2 separate regions of the Pan troglodytes genome follow, and region 2 is linked to region 1. Evidence: chromatin contacts called from public capture Hi-C data. All regions are on one chromosome and are shown on one strand. The core of a region is the stretch at or near the end of the contact, and the rest is flanking DNA. Distances in the headings are between cores, read along the strand shown.

Region 1 (2,700 bases), core at 137-2,636:
CCCCCTCCAGCCCTGGAATTCTGTGGGTTGATGAGAAATCTCCCGTAGTTAGCAACTGCTCCTGCACAAACCCACAGTCACATGAAGATGCAAGCAGATTGTTCTGTATTCACTTGGGAATTAATACCCTGAGTCAGTCTCTTTTCCACCAAGTGCTTGCTGTTGCCTTTTCAGATCTCCACACCAGAGCCACGAGTTCCAGGTAGCTCTACATTTGACACAATTTCTCACCATGCCAAAGAAATCTCTTCTCCCAGGCCACAGCCACATGGAGCCATCTGCACCATGAAGCTGAAGATAAAGCCGCAGAAAGATTGCTGTGTGTTGTGAGTGGAGAAGAGGTCAGAAACAACCCTTCAGCCCAGGGAGCCAGGGACAAGGCTGGGGTGCCAGGCCTTGACCACAATGTGGGTCAAAGGGAGGGATGGCCTGCCTCCCCTGAAACTGTCCCTCCTCACAACAACCCCCAGAGTTATGTGTCTCTCCCCCATTCTGGAGGTGAGGAAAGTGAGACTCAGAGAGGTGAAGTCCCCTGCCCAAAGTTACACAGCCAGTATCAGGCTTCAAAATGAAGTCTGTCTGGCTTTCAGCTCTGGTACATGACCTCCCCCTGACACTGATCTGTTTGTAAGCATGCCCCCTTTAGTGGAGTCTCCCTTCAGGGGCAAGAGCTGGGTGGACTCAGCTCTTATTGCAGGGCTCATAGACACACAACAGATGCTCAGCAAATGCTGGTGGAGCAAAACTGAATAGAATTTCCACTAGCGCCCATCAGACACTTGAAATTGATGGACAGGTGATCTCCCATTCGGGCCATGTGTGTGTCATCTGCAATGGCTCCCGTGGAGTTGAGCAGACAGGAAAAGTGTCTCAGTCCCAGCAGGAGGCACAAGGTCACACTCTTGGAAGGAATTAATAATATCCAAGGAATTCCTCTGGAACAGTGGGGGGGAATAAAGGTTCTTCAAAGAAGGCCTAATAGCAAATTTTCTGGATTTTCCAGCTAATTTGAAGGTACCTACATGGAACATTTTCTTGTCAGAAAAGATTTTAAAATACATTCATTCAGCGTGACATGATAATTGGGCCTGGCTGCCTGATGAATGCCTTTTATCTATTCCTGAGCTATTGTTTCCTGGTATTGAGCTGATGGGCTGGAACCAGCACTTTGTTAAATGCACAAACAGAGCCACTTGCAGTGATTCCGGTCACCAGATGCAGTGGGGTGTCAGAGGTGCAGGGAGCTGGTAATGATAGTGTCAGAGCAGGAAGGAACTTTAGCGATTAGAGAAGGCAACTTCTTCACTGTATACCTAGGGAGACCGAGACCCAGGGATGAGCAGGGAGCCGCTATGGGGGTGGCAGAAATGGGACTTGGACCTGGGTGTCCTGCCCAGACCCTGAGCATCCTCCCCTGCCTTCTGAGGATCCTGTGAAGAGAGGCGAGCAATAAACAGCGTGTGTCCATGCAAAGCTGCTCACACCCCCTGGATCCTCTGCTGGAGTGTGCTCCACTCGCAGTTCATGGCAGGGCTTGGCTGCCAAGCGGAATGCATTTCTGACAGCTGACTTTTCTCAGCTCTGCAATGTTATTATAGAGTCAACTGTTTTCATAGGCCCTTTTCTCTCTCTCTCCTTTCATGTTTTCCTTTATTTTAATGTCTTTGTCTTATCAAAGGCAAATTTCCAGGCCTGGCCATCTGATAATCATTTGCAAAGTCTCCATGTTTCTTTATCATCACCCTTTCTGAGAAGGAAGGACTTGTTTGGACCTAACAATTCTTCAACTTCACATAATTTTTTGGTTTTATCTGAATCTGAAATTTCTCCACTTTAAAAAAAAAAACAGAATGTCTTTTAGAGTAGCTCTGAGCCTTCCATGTGTTAATTAGGTGTTTGCGAAACTATGGTTTGGGTTTTCTGCTTTGTCAGAGCAGGGCTACTATTTTTCTCTTAAAAGACTCAGTACATTATTAGAAATGCCTTTCACTAACATTTAACAAATAAAACAGTTCCATAGGGATGATGAAGTTGACATTTCCATTGTTTTCTTTAGAAAACACCACAGTGTTAATCATCCCTCAAGGGATTGCATTTTTTGAACAAGTGAAGTAGCAAAGGCCCAGCCTAGGGAGTACACGTATGTGCACACGTGTTGATGTTTAGCCACGGATGCATGTCTATGTTTTTATGCTTCAGTCTGCATGTCAGAATGTGTATTCATGACACTCTGCACGTGGCTGTTTGTCTGCCAATGATAATCGGCTACATGCATGTATGGATTAATGGTCTGTGTGCGTGTGTGTGTGTGTATGTGTGTGTAGATGAACCTATGTAAACCTGTATGTGTGTATCTGAACATATCTACCGTGTATGTGGATATGTGCTTCGTGCACCTCTGTGTGTGTATTTTATGGCACCGTGACCGTGTTCATGAGTACATGTTTGCGTGCGTACTTGCTGGTGTTTATGTACCTCCATAGTCATGTATCACATAATGAAGTTTCCATCAATGACGGACCACATATGCGATAGTGGCCCAAATTATAATATGGTATTTTCACTGTACCTTTTTTATGTTTAGCTATGCTTAGATACACAAATACTTACCATTGTGTTCCAGTTGCCTACAGTGTTCAGCGCAGTACCTGCTGTACAGGTCTGTAGCCTGGGAGCAATAGGCTATTCCGTACAGCCTCA
Region 2 (2,700 bases), core at 14-2,513, 430 kb before region 1:
CTGGGGCACATGGCTGCATTAACAAACAAACAAACAAAAATCATGCATGCTCAAGGAGGTGCATTTAAATGAGACACTGTGTGGCCAGGCCCCCCGCCTGTAATCCCAGGACTTTGGGAGGCCAAGGTGGGAGGATCCCTTAAGCCCAGGAGTGAGACCAGTAGCCTGGCCAACATGGCAAAACCCCATCTCTACTAAAAATGGAAAAATTAGCTGGGCATGGTGGTGCATGTCTGTAGTCTCCGCTATGTGGGAGGCTGAGGTAGGAGGATCACCAGAGCCTGGGAGGCAAAGGCTGCAGTGAGTGGAGACTGTGCCACTGCACCCCAGCCTGGGTAACAGAGAAAGACCCTGTCTCAAAAAAGAAAAAAAAAAAAAAAAGAAAAAAAAAAGACAAATGGTAAACAAGACACTTGTAGTATATTAAGAGCTTCACATTAAATATTCATCATTATACAGTGTGTCACATAGATTTGGAATGTTACAAGAGACTTCAGCAGTAGGTGGCTGGTTTAAGGCTCCTGGCAGGGATGCAAACAGCCCCAAGGAGGGAGGTGGAAAGGCCAAGGGGCACCTGTGTTCCAAGCGCGCCTGTGAACAAGTCCCCGTGGGGTTCTGGGAGGTGCGCCCACATCTAAGACTGTGGGCCCTGCACTCCCTCTGGATGGCTTGCCGAATTTGGTCTTCGCTGATCACCAATTCTGAAAGGGTGGAGAGACAGTTGGCTGGACAGCTGCCTGATTCAGCCATGACCCTTCACGGGTGTCTGTGGGCCAACACCAAACGCCAGCCTGCTCTGCTGGCAGGGCTTCTACCTGCACAGTCCCTAGGGCTGCAAGAGCAAATGGGGACCCTGGCTGCCGGTCCTTGCCAGGCCCTTGGTCAATGACATCACCACTTCTGAGACAGCGTCTGGGGAGCTACCGGAACTTCGTGTTCAGCATCTTACAAAGGGGGCCGCTGGTTCTGGGAATGGGCAGAGGGAGCCTGCAGCTCCACCCTGTTGACCGGGCGCCTTGCGGGTAGCTGCTTCAGGTTTCCCTCCTGCTCACTCTCAGGCCACAGAGGGGCCCCGGCCCACAGCCGCCCTGTGAGGACAGGGCCTGCCTCCTGAAGCCTCGGAGTCTTTGCACCCCTTTCCTGGGAAAAGCTACGCTGTGAGCCTCTCTCCAGGAGAGGGTGTCAGCCTGGGCCATTCTTCTGACTTCAGGACGGGACTGGCAGGCAGTGGGGCCCTCTTCCCCTATAAAGCCTCCTTTCTTTCTGTGGGCGCCATCCTGTTTGGGGGGCTGCCAGAAGGGCCCTTGACTCCTCAGCGCTCAAGGACAGAGTTGCTCAAGTGGTCAGGCATTATGGTCAATAATAAAGCCAGCAAAGAAGGGAGACACAGAAACAGCTGCTAGTGCTGGAGGTTCTCAGACAAAATGCCGAGGGCGCGACGTTGTGTGGCAGGAGCTTTTCTTTTCTCTCAAAGAAATCCAGCTCAATTTTTTCCCCAATTAATTGGCAGCAGATGAAAAAAAAAAACAAAAACCCAAAACAAAAACCAAACCAAAGCCAGTAACCTGAATGTGAGTGTTTCTGAAAGGGAAAAGCTGTTTCAATTGTTAGATGTCCAAGAAAACATGAATACAGGCTGACAGAGGAAACGGTCACAATTAGAGGAAGAAGAGGGAGAGGTTCATAAAATTAAGGGAAAAAAATTCTTTTCAGCAGCTCCCATCCTGTAAGCTGGCTCCTCTGCTGGCCTCTGTCCCTGAGAGGGGCAGGAGGTTGGGCCTCCCAGGGAAACTTCAGGAAGACGAAGGCCAGGGACAGAGGGAGGGTCCCAGGAATACCCTAAGAGGCCAAGTCAGGGCCAGAGGGCACAGCTGCCAGCTTCCACTGAGACCCTCCCAGAGCCTTTTCTGAGGAGCAATGTGCCCGGGAAGATGGTCTACAGGGAAGGACCGTGAGGTGCGGCCCCACCCAGCAGCCTCAGGAAGTGGCCGGACCTGAACTTGCCAGTGTGAGGTCTCACCCTCCTCCCCCGCCGGAGGGTTGTTCCCCCTCTTCCTCAGCCTCTCTTGGGCCTCCTCTGAGGATAAGCCTTGGGGTCCAGGCTCCTCTGTTTGGCCAAGTGCCAACTCCTCACTCATCTTGTCATTTCCTACCTACCTTCCCACTCCCCCAAAGGAAAGCACGAATCGTTCCAGGGTGTCCCTGCCTTCCTCCCTCATTGAGGGATGTTTTAGGAAATGCCAAACAGGCAAGGAAAGGATTGGCTTCTTTAAGAGACTAAACCCAGGCCACAGCCAGCGTGGTCTCTATGAGGGCTGGGCCACGTGGACGTGCCAGACAAGGCCTGGGAGGAAGACCCAAGAGGCAGACTGGTCACTAAAGGCGGGTCACCAAGGGCAGGGCTTTGCACAAACCGCTGAAGTCCATGCAGCTACCTAAAGGGGCAGGGCTCAGTCCCAGCTCGACACGTGGCCTTGGCGAGTCCTCCTTCTCCGGGCCTGTGTCTCTGCATGTGAACAGTGAGCTGGAACCACCTCCAAACAGTCTCTAAAGACATGAGCAGCACTGATGTCTGAACCTGCTGATGACGTTCAAACTCGGCCCCTTGTGCTCTGCCCAGGTGGGCCAGGGATGACAGTCATCAAACTTCTAGTTCATTCAGACCAGCTGGTGCCTGGCGAAGGCTCTGGAACCCTTGTA

Evidence for each region. Capture Hi-C pulls out chosen DNA fragments and counts their contacts.
Region 2: a contact with region 1 is called in a capture Hi-C map of stem cell-derived neural stem cells, with 7 times the contacts expected there. The contact joins two enhancer-like sites. A contact is called at or near these places in 5 of 7 Hi-C or Micro-C datasets (blood, induced pluripotent stem cells, a lymphoblastoid cell line and 1 more), 1 of 1 datasets of contacts at active chromatin or transcription factors (stem cell-derived excitatory neurons) and 1 of 1 other capture datasets (stem cell-derived neural stem cells).

Annotation. Positions count from the first base shown.
Region 1 is chr11:77,629,032-77,631,731 of NHGRI_mPanTro3-v2.0_pri, reverse strand. No RefSeq gene overlaps it. Among named protein-coding and RNA genes, the nearest start is that of ALDH1B1, 31 kb to the right of the region's middle. Within about 2 kb of position 1,386, at least 1 of the 24 cell types and tissues checked has an H3K27ac peak or open chromatin away from gene starts, as enhancers often do. A contact at or near this core is called in stem cell-derived neural stem cells, where this site is marked.
Region 2 is chr11:78,062,699-78,065,398 of NHGRI_mPanTro3-v2.0_pri, reverse strand. No RefSeq gene overlaps it. Among named protein-coding and RNA genes, the nearest start is that of SLC25A51, 13 kb to the left of the region's middle. Within about 2 kb of position 1,263, at least 9 of the 24 cell types and tissues checked have an H3K27ac peak or open chromatin away from gene starts, as enhancers often do. A contact at or near this core is called in stem cell-derived neural stem cells, where this site is marked.